Regions from separate parts of the Triticum aestivum genome. Here region 1 is linked to region 2. A link is a contact called in public Hi-C data. All regions are on one chromosome and are shown on one strand. The core of a region is the stretch at or near the end of the contact, and the rest is flanking DNA. Distances in the headings are between cores, read along the strand shown.

Region 1 (2,829 bases), core at 246-2,745, 220 kb before region 2:
TTGGATGAGTACTCACGGTTGTTTTCTCCCCCTTTTCCCCCTTTCCTTTCTCTCTGGTTGTCGCAACCAGATGCCGGAGCCCAGGAGCCAGACGCCACCGTCGACGACGACTCCTACTACACCGGAGGTGCCTACTACTACGTTCAGGCCACTGACGACGACCAGGAGTAGTTTAGGAGGATCCCAGGCAGGAGGTCTGCGCCTCTTTCGATCTGTATCCCAGTTTGTGCTAGCCTTCTTAAGGCAGACTTGTTTAACTTATGTCTGTACTCAGATATTGTTGCTTCCACTGACTCGTCTTTGATCGAGCACTTGTATTCGAGCCCTCGAGGCCCCTAGCTTGTATTATGATGCTTGTATGACTTATTTATGTTTTAGAGTTGTGTTGTGATATCTTCCCGTGAATCCCTGATCTTGATCGTACACGTTTGCGTGCATGATTAGTGTACGATTGAATCGGGGGTGTCACAGTGGTGATGTCGAGGCGGAGGTAGTATGAGGCATCATCCTCGAACTCCAAGCCCATGGCATTGCCGCAGCCCAGGAAGCAGCGGAGCGCAACCTGCCCTGATTTTACATAAGGCGGGTCAAAAAATGGCGATGGTGGAGGAGCTACTGTGGGGAGGAGCTCGTCTAGAGGACTGGTGGCTAGAGTTGGCTCCGGCGAGAAGGTGGCCGGAGGTTTTTGGGTGGCTGGTGGTTGGCCCTCCTCCGGTGAGATGGAGGGGGGGGGAGCGGGAGCAGGAGCGGGAGCGGGAGCCATCCTCGTCCGTATGGATGGAAATATCGGGTTTGGGATAAGGTTACGTTGCCTGCTTTGATATTGTAGTGACACATGCTCACGCTGTCGCTGTGGTCTCACGTTTGGCTGCGTGCGACCCGGTCGTACTAGATTTTTTTTTCTGAAAGTTGTTGTTTTGGAAACTGAACGCTGACGTGGCATCTGATGTAGACAGTGTGAATGTAAAGAGAATTGCTAAAAGTAGGGGTCAACTTCTTAAGAATGTAAGATTTGCAGCAGATGCAATATAAAAGCAATCTGTACCTTCCCAGCAGGAATTAACTGTCCTTGCTTGAGGCAATGGTCCAACTAAAGGTCATGGCAGCCCCTCCCTTTGTTACCTTGGTGCACCAATCATTATCCTAAATATCATTCAGAAACTTACTTTAGCATATAATGTGCTACAAGTAAAAAAACTGAAACAGCAAATGCACCGTGAAAGAATTTTCCTCACATGGTTAACATTGTATGTTGATACAATCAGATGACTACACCCTGAATCCACCCCAACGAACTTGGATGTATACTGTCAATTTGATCACGCAAAAGAATAAGAGATTATACTAACTGAAACTGAACTGGAACTATTCAGTTTATTCAGAGGGGCAGAATAAATCACGATAGTTCGGGCAGGAAAGGGTCGAGGATCAGTGGCAAAACATAGACATCGGTTTATTCTCAAATTAATCAAACACATACAGGTTTACAGGTTCTCGTCTCTCTGCGTGACCACTGCCACGCTATCAATTAGAGCGCTACGAAAATAGAACTCGACGAGCATGTACAGAACTACTCCGAGACGGCAGCAGCAGCAGGCCTGCGCCGCCCCACCGACGACCAACCACAGCGCGGGTTCCGCGTTTCCGTCCTGATCAACGCGTTCTCGCTCGGCGACTCTCATTCTCACGATCCCCAACCAGTCGAAGGCGGCGGCGGCGGCGGCGCGCTGAGGTCTTGCAGCCGTGTTGCTTTCGGTCCCCGTCTCTATCTCTGATTCAACCACACGGCCGGCTCGGATTCTGCCGAGGTATGTGTTCCCCTCTTGTGTTCGGTTGCAAACAGAGTCGGTTTCTTAATTCGATTTGGATTAGTTAGGCAGACAGGGTCTATATAAATAGAACATGAACCTGCAGATTACGTCAAAGAAGCCCCCGTCAGATCGACTGCAGTCTGCACCTATTCCAGATCTGTTTTGCTGTGTTGCTCTACACCTCGATTGCGACCAAAATTTTGTCTTTAGTAGACAAACTCGGAGGAGCAGATCTTGGGAGGAGGGATGTCCAAGCGTCGGTAGGAGCAGGTAAGCTACAGGGACCGCGCAGACAAGAAGTTGCGGTCTGTGCAGAGGCAGAAGCATCTCTATCTGGCGCTAGATGACTGGACCAAGGGCTTGGCTATCTACAAGATTAACATCGACACCTTGGACAGCAGCTCCGACCTGGACTTGGAGCCCCCAGTTCTCCGGCTAGTGTCAGCTTCACTAATTATCCCATGTACTTCGCTGCCCTGGGCAGCAATATCTTCATGGCGAACAGCAAACACCCTGGCACCATGGTCTACAACACAGAGACAGCTGGATTGGCCATCGGCCCTCCTCTCCCTGATGGACTACTCGGAGGCATTAAAATCTTTGTGGCTACTGCCAACATGCAGTTGTATGTGTTAAAGTATAACATCAAGGAAATGCGACAGTCATTTGAGGTGCTGTCTGCGGTGGGCATCAAGGATCCACATCCTTCAAATCCAAGCATGGACTGGTGCTGGACAAGCGTGCCCTCACCACTGCCATTCACCAAGGATGACATGATCAACTCCTACCCCATGCACCCGGATGGACACACTATCTTCATGTCTGCTAGCAGCAGGCGCTATCTGCATCGCACCTTCTCCTTTGACACCAGGTACCAAGAGTGGAGGTGTCTTGGGGAATGGGCATTGCCTTTCCAAGGACAAGGCTACTTTGACAGTGAGCTGGATGCATGGGTTGGCCTTCACAAGGATGGGTACATTTGTTCCTGCCAAGTCGCTTCCTGCACCGACGAAGGTAC
Region 2 (3,219 bases), core at 152-2,651:
GTCGTCCAGAGAGAAGTACTTGCTCCTCTCGGCCGGCCTGAATGTGTAGAACATGTACATGTAGAACGCCATTGATGCCACTTCCTCGGCCAGGATGCTCACCCACCGGTACTGGTAACTGGCAATAGTCCTGAGCGCAAACACCACGATCCTGGTGAAGTACAGGTACCCAATCACCACGGTGTAGAACTGCCGGAACAGAGTGAGCTTGGACAGATTCCGCGCCGCCTTGCCGTCGGTCTTGGACGTCTCCCGGAGCGACCGCATGGACCAGACGACCGGGAAGAGCACGGCGCAGCAGCAGGCGACGTCGACGAACAGCAAGATCTGGTTCCATGTCACCCAGCTCTGCATGAACGGCCCGGTCTCCCCGATGACCGCGTCGGCGATGTTGGCCATGACCTGCAGCGGGATCACCACCATGAGCACCTTCTTCTCCCGGTCCTGCAGGAAGGGCCTCAGGAAGGACCAGCCCGTGCCGACCAGCACGATGACCGCGAAGAGGATGACGCCCTTGATGAGCTGGAAGAGGTAGAAGGCCACGTCCCAGCCGTGCGGCGTGCCGGTGACGCGGATGTAGTGCTGGTCCTCGGCGGCCGAGAGGCAGTAGAGCAGGCGCGCCACGAGGAGCGCGGACATGAGGTGGTGGATTTGGTTGGCCGCCACGCGGTCGCGGGAGAGCGTGAGGTAGGCCCAGCCGGCGAGGAACGCGGCGTAGCCGAAGGCGAAGAAGCCGTAGATGGCCGGGACGGGCGCCTGGCCGACGGGGAGGTAGTCCTTGGAGCCGTCCGGGTTGGCGTTGTACATCTCGGTGCGGACGTTCATGGAGACGAGCGACTCCGGCGCGCAGTTCGCGAAGTAGAGGCTGTACTCGTCGGGGTGGGTGACCGGGAAGGACTTGTTGTAGTGCCCGCCCTCCATGTCGTGGAAGGTGAAGAGCTTCTTGACGTAGGGGCTGGAGAGGACGCAGCCGGACAGGTCGGGCTCGTCGGCGCCGGTTGGGTCGTCCGGCTCCGCGCGCTTCTCCGCCGGCGGCCGCGACTCGGAGGCGGCCTGCAGGAGGGACTCGTCGGCGAGGAGGAAGAAGCCGATCTGCTTGGGGTCCGCCCGCGCGAAGGAGGAGGAGACGGCGGCGCCGGAGAGGATGATGCGGACGGCCCCGGTCTTGGAGAAGCCGAACTTCTCGAACAGGATGGTGTGGCGCGGGTCCTCCCGGAAGGACTCCGCCCGGATCTCCGCCGCGGCGGGGGAGGCGAGGAGGAGGACCCCCGCGGCGGCGAGGAGCAGCAGCAGGAGGTGGCGAGCTCCGGCGTCGGCCATGGCGAGATCTGTGGCCTGTGGGGGGCGGAATGCGTGGGAGTGTGTCGGTGTGCGCGTGGGCGGTGGGTGGAGCGGGGCAGCGGAGCACGGCCGTCTTATGTGGCGGAAGCGCGGGGGTTGGATGTGCCTCGCGATTGGTGAGAGTTCGGTAGGAGGTTGACTTGGGCAGTCGTAGCCGACGGTGCGATGGGAAAGTTTTTTTACACTTCGGGGTCACACTGAGGACGACTGAACGGCTTGTGTAGCATTATGAGAATTTGAGATCCACTAAGTGCCATTTTTTTTGAGTGCCCAGAACTCATTTAGATGAGATATAATTTGGTCTCATTCATCTTGAAAACAAAAACAGATACAACCCACGTCAGCACACGCATCTTATAGCATCACATCCAATGGCTATAAAAGATGAACGAGACCAAACTATATCTCATCTAGATGAGTTCTAGCAAAACTGTTTCTTTTTACATCCACCTATTCTTGTAGTACTACCTTCGTATGGTTTTTTTTGACTGGGCCTTCGTATGAGTTTACTGGCCCCTTTCATATTTTATGCCAAATTTTGACCACAAATTTGACAATGAAATAAAATCGTATGTCCCAAAAGTTATTTTGTTGGATTCATATTTGGAAGTCGATGCTACTATTTTTGTGGTATAGAACTTAATTTTTTGATAGTTAAGTCAAAGGTTAAAGTTTAACCCAAAATGCAAGAGGGACTAATAGAGGTAGTATGAATCATCACTTTAAGAAATCCTTTCTCGCCTGCCCATACTCTCCCACATGGCTTTGATTCAACACAACTGGGTGGTTCTAAGTTTTGTACCCCGTTTCACAGAGGTTTTGGAGTAAGTCGGCGAGATCAACGAAAAACAACCCCCGCTTCATCTACGCTAAAAGTACTACACGCTGCCACTCCGCTTCCTTTTTTAGGCTTTCTTTGGATTGAAGGATCTTTATAGGATTTTCACAGGATTGTGAACCTCAGGATTGTTTCCTACGGAATGCATTTGGATCACATGATTGCCTTCTCAAAATCCCTCAGGATTGGGTTTCGAAGGCGCCAATTCCTGAGGAATTTACACCTGAGGCCCGACCTCTTCGAAAGATTCCTGGCGCGAAAAGAGAGCGCTCGAGCAGCGTGCTCGCGCCAAAAAGCCATGCGTCTTCATGTGAAAACACCACATAGAGCTCTAAAAAAACACCTCGCACCGCTATGGAAGGAAATAAAAAAGGCACCGAAAGTGGCGGCGAGGTCGCGACTCCCGGAAGAAGAGGCGACAAGGTCAGATCCCCCGACAGAAGTGGCGGCGACTCGGTGACCGTCGGATACGCCGACCACCTCGCCCTCAGACCCCCCCTTCCTTGTCGAGTTCGACGGGATCAGCACCAGCCCCATCTTGGTTAGCCCGCATCACATAGTCCCTCCATCTCCTTCCCTTGCAATTATTTATAGATCGAGGGAGGGGGTGCCTGATATGGCGCGGGGGAGGCAGATCCTGCCGGAACTAGGCACCGGGTGTGGCGTTGGTGGTCGCCTGGCCGGCGAGGACTGTTGATGGCAGGGGCCCAACAGTAAATATCATGGTAGATTGAATAGCATGAAAGTATTATTCTGCTAATAGGAGATGAACACTAACCTTGTTGGTTTCTTCAGCAAGGGAAAGATGAAAGAATAGAGTCCAGACAACAAATGATATAAGCAATGTGGGCAAGGAAAGGAGCTATGCATTGCAGAGAACAAAGAAGCAAGCAGCAGGTTATTTATGCACTTGTTGGCTGCTGCTAACGGCTACTTCAGGACTGCATTAGCCGTTCGAAACATCAGACATGAAAATAACAATATTGTATTGTATGGGATTCCTGTACGTTTCCTATGGTGTAGCCAAAGGCTCTTTGTTA

The links. Hi-C and Micro-C count contacts between places; a contact is called where the count stands out from the background.
Region 1: a contact with region 2 is called in a Hi-C map of leaf, with 4 times the contacts expected there. The contact joins the promoter of LOC123170590 here to the promoter of LOC123182282 in region 2. A contact is called at or near these places in 2 of 5 Hi-C or Micro-C datasets (both in leaf).

What each region holds. Positions count from the first base shown.
Region 1 is chr1D:387,230,166-387,232,994 of IWGSC CS RefSeq v2.1, reverse strand. It overlaps LOC123170590, which reads left to right and starts at 1,495. Exons shown (of 2, transcript XM_044588440.1): 1 at 1,495-1,808; 2 at 1,915-2,829. The coding sequence starts at 2,273. It also overlaps the pseudogene LOC123159448.
Region 2 is chr1D:387,009,353-387,012,571 of IWGSC CS RefSeq v2.1, reverse strand. It overlaps LOC123182282 (protein CANDIDATE G-PROTEIN COUPLED RECEPTOR 7), which reads right to left and starts at 1,401. Exons shown (of 1, transcript XM_044594798.1): 1 at 1-1,401. The coding sequence starts at 1,320.